2 separate regions of the Rattus norvegicus genome follow, and region 2 is linked to region 1. The links are chromatin contacts, called in public Hi-C maps. All regions are on one chromosome and are shown on one strand. The core of a region is the stretch at or near the end of the contact, and the rest is flanking DNA. Distances in the headings are between cores, read along the strand shown.

The links. A called contact is a pair of places that touch in the nucleus more often than the background predicts.
Region 2: a Hi-C map of the A7r5 cell line shows a contact between it and region 1, with 4 times the contacts expected there. The contact joins two enhancer-like sites. A contact is called at or near these places in 12 of 12 Hi-C or Micro-C datasets (the A7r5 cell line, the Rat2 cell line, Schwann cells and 7 more) and 1 of 1 datasets of contacts at active chromatin or transcription factors (oligodendrocytes).

Annotation. Positions count from the first base shown.
Region 1 is chr18:30,098,636-30,103,448 of GRCr8, reverse strand. No RefSeq gene overlaps it. Among named protein-coding and RNA genes, the nearest start is that of Arap3, 16 kb to the right of the region's middle. Within about 2 kb of position 1,963, at least 59 of the 93 cell types and tissues checked have an H3K27ac peak or open chromatin away from gene starts, as enhancers often do. A contact at or near this core is called in the A7r5 cell line and liver, where this site is marked.
Region 2 is chr18:30,360,203-30,365,401 of GRCr8, reverse strand. Pcdh12 (protocadherin 12) reads left to right here. Exons shown (of 4, transcript NM_053944.1): 2 at 1,275-1,372; 3 at 3,975-4,126. Among named protein-coding and RNA genes, the nearest start is that of Pcdh12, 7.7 kb to the left of the region's middle. Within about 2 kb of position 2,446, at least 11 of the 93 cell types and tissues checked have an H3K27ac peak or open chromatin away from gene starts, as enhancers often do. A contact at or near this core is called in the A7r5 cell line and liver, where this site is marked.

The DNA.
Region 1 (4,813 bases), core at 714-3,213:
GACAGGGCCACAGACCTGGTCCAGAGAAAAAGGTAACCACAGCTTAGGGAGAAATATACAAACACACACACACACACACACACACACACACACACACACACACATACACACACACACAACTGAGAGAGAGAGAGAGAGAGAGAGAGAGAGAGAGAGAGAGAGAGAGAGAAAGAGAGAGTGCTGGCTGGAGTAGAAACTGGCCCCTGGGACCTACCGTGGAGGCCCTTCCTGGCCTCAGCAGTGATTGAAGTCCTGTGGCTGGTTGCCTAGATAAAGTTTAAGTTCCTTGGGGGAGGAGCAGAGGCTCAGGGGTTAGACACTGACTGTTCTCTCTTCACAACTGAGGGAACTAAAGGACAGCTTTCGTCTTTAGCCACATAGCACGGAAGTAGTGAAGTTAAGATAAGAGCCCATGCTCTTTGACCCTAGCATCTCACACCGTGTTCTGTCGACCACAGCCCCTGTCTTTGGCCTTGGCTGCCTCGGTGTTCCCTCCCTGTGGCTCTCTTTTCCCCTTGCTTCTCCTTCACACTCAGTGCTTCCATGCAGGTTCCCAGTCACCTTGGGCTGCAGAGTTGATTCAGCATCCCTGCCCCCCACCCAGCCCTGTCCATCTGCTGCTTACCCCCTCCCTGCCCACCCACTTACCGGCACTGGCTTGAGCCTTCAGCAGGTGTCTAGGCTGCCCCTACTCCACCCCCGCCTCCATGCACCTGTGTCCCTTGCACCTGAGACCCTTCCCTGATGTCACTGTCCCTGGGCTGGAAGCCAAGTGCATACATCTGGGGATATTTTCCACGGATTAACTAGCTCATATCAGCTCTACTGTTGTCCTCAGGCTCACAAGAGACTGACCTGACAATCAGACCCTGTCCTAACTAAGGCCTCACAGAACTGGACACCTTCAGGAGAAGCTAAAGGTGTCCTGGTACTGTGTTCCCAGGTCCCACCCAGACTTGTCAAAGCCAATGAGGGTAGTAGAAAGAGAAGACAGGGAATGGGGCTGCTCAGACCCCTACTATTTCTAAGTACAGACTGTGTCTGGGCTAGCAGTTCTGTTTCTTGTCCTCTTGTAGACAAAGGATGCTGGGATCTATTACATCCCAAGCTTTGGGAGAACATGGAGCTCATGTGGACAGCTCCTGGCATAGCCCCTAGCACACAGTAGGTACATGGCAAGCAGTAGAGTCCTTCTTTCTCTTTTGATAAGGTTTCGACTCAGTCATCTTCCAGTCAGAGAGAAGAGCTGGACAATGCAGGGCCTGTTGTCAGCCCTGCCACACCCAGCTATGGGATGGTCCCTGAGGGGCCCTGAGCACCTTCTCTCTTCCCCAGGCTTCATGGTGTAGGACCGGGGCAGCTTGGTGGAAAGGGAGGAAACTGACTGCCAGGACAGAGCTACACAATGTACTCTGTCCCTCAGTGTCATTCCGTGCTAAGTGCATCACACTGAAGAAAACATATGTCCATGTCCATGATGTCATTGGAAAGTCACAGGAGCCCCAGTGACTTAGGTATGACTAGCTTCCTTCTACTGCAGCCACAGAGGCAGAGGCAGGACTTAAACCTGGATCAGCTCCTCCCTTAATGCAGGAGGATTACCTTAGCCACTATGCCATGTGCTTCTACACGCCCTCCCCAACAGGACCATCCAGCTCCTTCTCCAGGGAGGAGCTGGGGCAGGCCCACCTGCTCTGACGTCACCCCCATGAGCTGTCCTGTCCTTCCTACTGGGACCCAGTGGAGTGAGGCAGGGGCAGTGGGAAGAGCCCGGATGACACTGAGCTGGGTTGGAACAGAAGAACAGTGAGCCTGGGGAAAAAGTCATGAAGGAAAGGGTTCTTTACTGTTGAGATAGCTCTGCCATCTTCCAAACATTTCCTCCATTTCGAAATGGAGCACCGAGCCCCGGAAATCAGGACAAAAGCACCACCCACAGCTCTGGTCTCGATGACTCAGATTCCACCTCCCACAGCCTCCTCCTGTGTGTGTTTCTGAATGTGTGTACCCGCGCGTGCGCCTGTCAGTGTGTGAAGCTGTCAGCTGTCTGTATGCTCATGTGTGCACGCACAGACAGGAACCCACTCATGCACATGCCCGAGCTGTGTCCGTCTGTAAATCTTTCTCCAAGTCCTGACCGTGCAATGACCCACAAGGCCAGCAAGAATCGAAATATTAACAGTTTCATGCTTCCTGTGTTTTAAGGCAGTGTGTTGAGCATTGGCATACTTATAATAGCATGAAACTCCAGACTGCAGAGTGCCATCATTAATCCCATTGTACTGATGATGAAACTGAGGCACAGGGAAATTAAACTTCTTTTTCAAGGTCACTCAGCCAGGAAATGGTGAATTTAACAGCTGCCAGTCGGTGTACAGTATCGTGGTCCTTCCCTCCTTATATCCTCTAAGGTGTTTGGAGAGGCCAAAGGACTCCTTGGTGACCAGAAGTCAGCGTAGGTCCCTGGAGAAAGACCAGAAACCAGAGTCGTGTGTGTGTGTGTGTGTGTGTGTGTGTGTGTGTGTGTGTGTGCGCGCGCGCGCGGGTGGGGACGGGCAAAAGGCAGATAGACACATGAGCAGGAGGGGGCAGGGCAGCTGTCTCAGAACAGGTGTCAGAGAAGCTGTGACAGCCACTTAGAACCACAGTGGCAAGCCTCCTTTACATGGCGATTTGCATGTATTTGCATACATTTGCATCACCAAATCTGTGGAATCGGTCTTAATGGTCCCTGCCTCTGAAGACTGGCAGAAAACGGAGAGGGTGGGAGTGACAGGGAGGGCCTTGGGAATTCAAGAAGGAAACGAGGGAACAGGCAGAGCGCTGAGGTTCTGGGAGGCACAGGGTACTGTCAAGACAGTTTCAACAGGAAAGATGGAGGCTCTCCCAAGTGCCCTCAAGGAAGCCTCATCACCCCTAGTCGATATCTAACTACTGGGCACAGCAGGAAAGGGCGTGCGCGGGGAATGCAGAAATCTGGAAGAGTGGAGGAAGGCTGGGGACCTTCGCTAGTGGTAGCGGGTAGGGCTTTGCACAACGCCTCAGCCTCGGGGGAGAGGGGAGGAGGCGCCCACTGGCCGGCGGAGGTCAGTGGCTCGGTATAACAGCACCATCTCGTGGACATGCACGGAAATGCGCCTTCTTGGTCACAGCCCCTTCCTGCAGCTATCTCCAAGAAATGCCTGCCTTTTTGCCTGTTTCTACAGGTATATACAGTGGAACCCGGTCAAAGAGGCCCTGGGAATTTGAAATAGTCTAGAGGATCACGAGACTCATACAGCTTAATTGTGGAAAGTGAGAAAAACATAGCTATGTCAATCTCAACAGAGTGACCTTGGAAAATTGACCTCATTCGGTTTCCTTATACAGTGGGGGAGGGGGTGATAATATTTGCTTGTGAGAATGAACGGATATGGTACAGGTGACACGCTTATTGGAACGGCCCGGGGAATAACATTTAAGGCTTGAGAACTGCATAACCTTGAGACTTCCTGGAAATCTGTACTCCTGCCTCTTATGCCCCCCTCTTTCTCCACCCTGGTGCTGGCCCAGCTTTCAGCACAATGGCCACACTCGAGGGGTATTTCATCAGCAAGACTGGTGACCATTTGTTTATGAGTACGGGGGGAGGGGGTATCAAGGCCTTGGGAACACAGTACTCTAACCTGCTCCTATCTGGAGAGAACTGGCTAGAGTGTGAAAGGAGGTCAGGGGCTATAGGTGAGGGGTCAATTCCCAACGAGTCAGAAGTAAAAAGAAGTAAAAACCTTTGAACGGGAGCAGATACCAAGGAGCCTTCTTAGAGTCCCTGTGGCCACTTGATAGTTAAGGAAGAAACACCGGCCTGACTCCAGAGGTTGAGTGTATGCTTTGCTGGTGGGTTGGAAGGCGACTGCTGCCACTGCTGGGCAGTGGGAAGGACAGTGGCTGAGGGAGGTGGAAGCACAGAGCAGTGGTCCCAGGCAGCAGCTTTTTCTCCACAAAAGTGGAAGAAGTGTGGCTATTCCTTGACTCCTAGGAAATAAAGGATGGAGTGTTTGGTTGGATTGGAACCTGATTCCCTTGTTGTTGTTGTTGTTGTTGTTGTTGTTGTTGTTTGTTTGTTTGTTTTTTTGAGATAGGGTCTCTCTATGTAGACTTTGCTGTCCTGGAACTCCCTCTGTAGAACAGGCTGACCTTGAACTCTGAGATCTGTCTGCTTTCCTCAAATGTTCAGACTAAAGATGTGTGCCACCACCACCTGGCAAGAGGCTGATTCTTAAGGCCAAGAGTCAGTGACAGAGATGGAAACTTGGGGGTGTGCACTGAATGTGCAAAGCTCTGGGTCTCAAGTAAACCCCTTTGCAGCACCTGCGGCCAGAAGCTTCCCGACAAAGAGGCAGAATGATGTAATGCAGAGTGAGCATCTCTGCCACTCAGAGAGAGGTCCAGGTGCTAGGGACTGGAGCTGTACAAGTACGGTGCTCAGCCACCTTCCCCCAGGCTGAGTTTCACTTCCTTGACTCTGCTTGCCTTTAGCTAACACCAGTGCCACTCAGGCCTCAGGGGGAAGGTTGGCTGCACTGAAGCCTCTCTTTAACCCTGGAGAGGAAAATGATTTGTCCTTAATAAAAGCCAGTGCTTTCTCCAGCTTTGGACTCATCTTGTTTGTCTATGGTGCTCCTATCAAAGAAGATATGTGGCACATGCCTTTTATCCCAGCACTCAAGAGGCATGTGGATCTCTCTGAGTTCAAGGCCAGCCAGGGCTACATAGTGAAACCTTTGCTCAAAAAAGCAAAACAGACAGACAGATAGACAGAAGGTTCAAGATG
Region 2 (5,199 bases), core at 1,197-3,696, 260 kb before region 1:
ACAGAGAAGCAACATTTTTAGGGGTTATATCCCTGAGTCTGCAGGAGATTTTTAGTATCAACATATCTAATTAACACTGACAATGCTGTGGAGATGCAAACCCACTTCAGAGATGAGAGACCACTCAGCTGGTAGATCTCAGTAGATGTCAAAAATCTGCCTGAACATTTCCAAGCTAGTGACCACAGGAGAATGCAGTCTGCCAAGACAAGGTCTGCTTCTGCTCTCTCCAGGACCTCAGGGTATAGGCCTGACATCTAGACAGTTCCCCACTTCTTTCACCTTCTGAAACTTCCATTTTTCTGACCCTTAACAGAAGCCGTCTTCTGCTACTGTCTAGACCCCCTAGTCTCTGGCGGAATTCCTGTGGAGCCTTAGGGCTCTGCAGGAGTTCGTGGCACACAGCCAGAATTCACAAACACATTTGTCAAATTGCCCGAAAGCCAAGTTTGGTGGCACATGCCTGTAGTTCCACCCTTTCAGCAGGCTAAAGCAAGAGTTCAAGGCTAGCCTGCACAGCACAGTAAGATCCTGTCTCAAAGGACAGAAAGCAAACGAATAGCTTTCTTCGGCAGTACCTTCCTACTTGCTTCCTGCTCCAAAATAGGCCTGAGACCTCTGCTCCTGCAAAGCCCACCCCTTCCCAACACTCAAATATAGTCAGTCACCCCTCTCCTCCCCATGCCCCCTTCCTTGTAAACCATGAACTTCCAGAGACAAAAGGGGGGTATCCCTTTCTTGTTTTTATAAGTCCCACGGAAACACTATGCCTGGCACAAATGCTTTTAAATACATGACCATTGATTGACAGGGTGAATAAGTGAATTGGTTAAATGACACCATTTCTTCTCTATACAATGCAGTTGTCCATATTGCCCACACGAATTGGCCAGAATGTGTGAGTACAGTTCAAAGATAATCCTTATCAAAGTAACAACCATAAGATCAGGAAATACCTTTTTCACTCTGACCCTCAAAGTCCACCAGCCACTCCCGGGAATGAGCTTGTGGGGATGGTCTCCACTCTATATCTATCTGCTTCAGCTGCCCAGGGTTTGCAGTGACAGACAAAGCCAGGAAGCTCCCTCCCCCCAGGTCCCTTACTCAGTCATACAGGTCCACCCCCACCCCCCAACCCCCTATCTGATCACAGAAGCATCTGAAGCCAGAGGAAAAACTATAAAAAGAAAGCACCAGCATTGAGGGAAACATCCGGCGAGGAAGCGTGCAGGGTCGGAATTGTGTGGAGTCAACAGATTTTTCCTGTCTTGTAGCAAATCTCCCAGCTGCTGTCCTTGCTGCATCAGGGCCAATTCCAGCCCAAACCAAACCACCGAGGAAATAAATACTCGGCCAAGCCCGGCAGCAGCAGGTAAGCAGCACGTAGCACCCACAACACAGTCCCCTGGGGGTCCCTAAGCCACCCTCCCTATGCCTTGGTGATCTGTGGAAGGGTGAGCACACCCTAGGAACCCAGTCCAGGGAGTGTTTGCGGCAGACAGCACCCATCCCCCACTCTGGAAGCTCCGTCCTGGGGCCACTGTATTTATGATATTTACAGGCCCCAGTGTCGCTAAGGAAATTACTTCATCTCTTACCTCTGACTATCTGTCTCCTGATTACTTGATTGGTTTGAAATCTGTAACTTTCTCCTTTCTTTCTCTTGGCTCTACTATGTCAGGGTGTAGATGTGAGGGTGTGGCCCTCAGGGCAGTCCTGGAATTGAAGAGACCTCAAGAGGATGTCAATGGAGAAATGGATTTTCTTTCTGCGGGCCCAACTTTTGAGCCTGTGGAAATAGACTGGTGATACACCAGTGAACAAGAGAAAAGCCATAAAAACGTTTTAAAAATGATTTTACATTTATTTTGCATATGAGTGTATGTGGATAGAGGACCACATGTAGGTGTCTGTTTTCTCTTTCCAGTACTTAGGTGCTAAAGATTGAACTCAGGTCATTGGGTTTGGTGACAAGTACCCTTAGCCACTAAGGCATCTGTCTCACTGGCCCTGTTACATTTTTTTTCAAATCATAATTTAGAAACCTTTAGATTGAAAAGCCAAAGACCCGTTTTTAAATTTGGGTTCAGCATTGCAGGGATCCCTAAGAAAATATAATTGGGTAAAAGGGGTCTGAGCGAATGGAAATTAAGACCAGGACGGGGGAGCCCCAGCAAGGTCTATCTATCTGTATAGCTTCTGTACTGTTCCACCAAGCATTTCTTGCTCCCAGGTATGGGCAAGGAGTTTTTTTTCTGGAACGAGGGACTTATAACCTGCAATTGAGCTAGGCAGCTCAGAGAATTTCTTTATTGCCAACTCTCAGAAAGTAAGGGGGAAATTCAAGTCCTGTTTTTAGGTTTTAGGGTTGGCTTTGGATAGAGTTCTAGTTTCTATGACCTACTTTGGGAAAGGAATTCTAGATCGATATCTACTTGCTGGGGGGGTGGGGTGGGGAGCAGGAGCTCTGGGATAGGAGGTCAGAAGGGCAGCTTTAAAGGCCTTCACTTTTTTGGTGTGCTTTCCAGAGCCTTAATAGTACATGCATTCCAGAGTCATGAGTCTGGATTTGAATTCTTGCTTAATTACTTAGTCAACAAGTGGGAGCAGGAGGATAGGCAAGCTGCAGAAATTGTCTCACTGGTAAAACGGGAATGACTCTTCCATATAGGCTTAAAAGTGTCCAGTGAGCGAGCGCCGCACCTTTTGGGAGCGCACCTGGCTTAGGGTAATCAGCATTATTACCCCCAGCTTGCTACCCCCAGCTGATCTCTTAAGGGCAGCAGCAAGGGGCACAATCAGAAATGAGGACAACAGACAGCAGACAGGACTCTTGGGTCTTAGGGACTCTGGGGAGGCTTTTCACCTGTAGAAATGAGCTTCCTCTTGAGGGACTGTCAGAGGCCCTGAGGATCAATGAAACATAGGGATCCCATGTTTAGGCAGGAAGCTGGGGTGCTGATGTAGATATGATGCAACACACACACAATACAAACACACACACACACAGAGGGGGAGAGAGAGAGAGAGAGGGAGAGAGAGAGAAAGAGTCAGACACACACACAGACACAGAGAGAAAGAGAGAGAGAGAGAGGGAGGGACACACACAGAGACAGACACACAGAGACAGACAGACAGACAGACACACACACAGAGGGAGAGAGAGCACAGAAAGAGAGAGAGAGTGACAGACAGATAGATACATGGACACACACAGAGACAGACACACACTCAGAAAGAGAGACATAGACACACAAACACACACACAGACAGACACACAGAGAAAGAGACAGACACAAACAGAGAAAGACAGACACAAACAGAGAGAAAGACAGACAGACACACTGACAGACAGACAGACAGACAGACACACACACACATACACACACACACACACACACACACACACACACACACACACAAACCCCTGCTCCTTTTCTCTGAGATGTGACTTTGGTAGGGAGAAAACTACTTCTTCCTTGACTATGTTTGTCAAGCACCCTATGTGTGCCAGGCCATGCTCTGAGTACTTGACAAGAGAGTGAGGAATAAGAAAGGCAAAAAAAAAAAAAAAAAAAAAAAAAAAAAAAAAAAGCTTTGCCTGGTTGGTGCAGGGTAGATGACCAAGTTGACTGAAGTTTACTAAATGTTGCCCTGTGCTATACTCTTCAGAGGCGTGAGGGGGCAGTAGTGAGCAACACTCCCAATGGCGTCATTTCTCTTCTGTGTGCCTACCCGTTACACTGTTGCAGGGCACCTTACTAATAGTCTCATTTTACAACGGCCCAGAGAAGTTACTAGGTATTACTCCCATTTCCTTCTAGAGGAAACAATCTTCAGGAGTGGAAGACCCAGTTCACCCTGACTCTGTAAGCCAGGCCATGTACCAGGTCCTTGTATAGATGACACATGCTGTCTGAACAGACAGTTACCTGGGAATTCCTCACTTGAAACCCTGCTGGCTTTCTTCACAGAGCTACCATCCCAGACACAGATGGCTTAGGCATCAGGCCTGGTGGCCTATCAGAACCTGACTTGGAAGAAGGGCCCCCAAGCCCAGAGGAGGATCTTTCTGTAAAGCGACTTCTAGAAGAAGAGTTGTCCAGCCTGTTGGATCCTAATACAGGTAGGGATGCCCCGGGGTCACCCTGGGGCTGTCTCTGTGCCCATCATCCTCCCATGCACCCAGGCTGCAGAGTTCTGCTCCAGTCCACTGTCGAGAGGGGCGTGGCCAGCATCTTATTTGCCCTGCAGTCTCGGAAAGTGGTTATTTATACGTTTGCTTATTTAGTTATATGGTGGTAGGTTTAGTTTTTTGGTTTTTTGGTTTTTTTTTTTTTTTTTTTTTGAGCTGGGGACCGAACCCAGGGCCTTACGCTTGCTAGGCAAGCGCTCTACCACTGAGCTAAATCCCCAACCGTGTTTTTTTTTTTTTTTTTTGTTTTGTTTTGTTTTTTTTTGTTTTCTTTTCTTTTTTTTTTTTCAGAGCTGGGGATTGAACCCAGGCCCTTGCGCTTGCTAGGCAAGTGCTCTACCGCTGAGCTAAATCCCCAACCAGGTTTAGTTATTTAAGACAGGGTTTTGCTCTGTCAATATGTAGCCCAGGCTGACCTTGAATTCTTCTTCGAAATCCTCCTGCCTCGATTTCCCAGTGGGAAGCACTGGAATCACAGGCATGAGCCACATACCCAGCTTTCCTTTGTTTGATGACCATGGTTTTTACCTTTTTTTTTTTTCTTTTTTCTTTTTTTCAGAACTGGGGACCGAACCCAGGGCCTTGTGCTTGCTAGGCAAGCGCTCTACCACTGAGCTAAATCCCCAACCCCGGATTTTACCTTTTTCATGTATTTATTTTTATTTTATGTGCACTGGTGTTTATGCCTGCACATTTGTATGTATGAGGGTACTGAATCCCCTGGAACTGGATTTACAGACAGTTGTAAGCAGCCATGTGGGTGCTAGGAATTGAAAATTCCAGGTCCTCTGGAAAAGCAGCTGGTACTCTTAACCAATAAGCCATCTCGCCCCCAGGTTCTATTTTTTAAAAATCATTGTTAAGAATAATGAATAGGGGGCTAGAGAGATGGTTCAGTGGTTCAGAGCGTTAGCTGCTCTTCCAGAGGTCCTGAGTTCAATTCCCAGCAACCACATGGTGGCTCACAACCATCTGTAATTCCGTAATTGGATCTGATGCCCTCT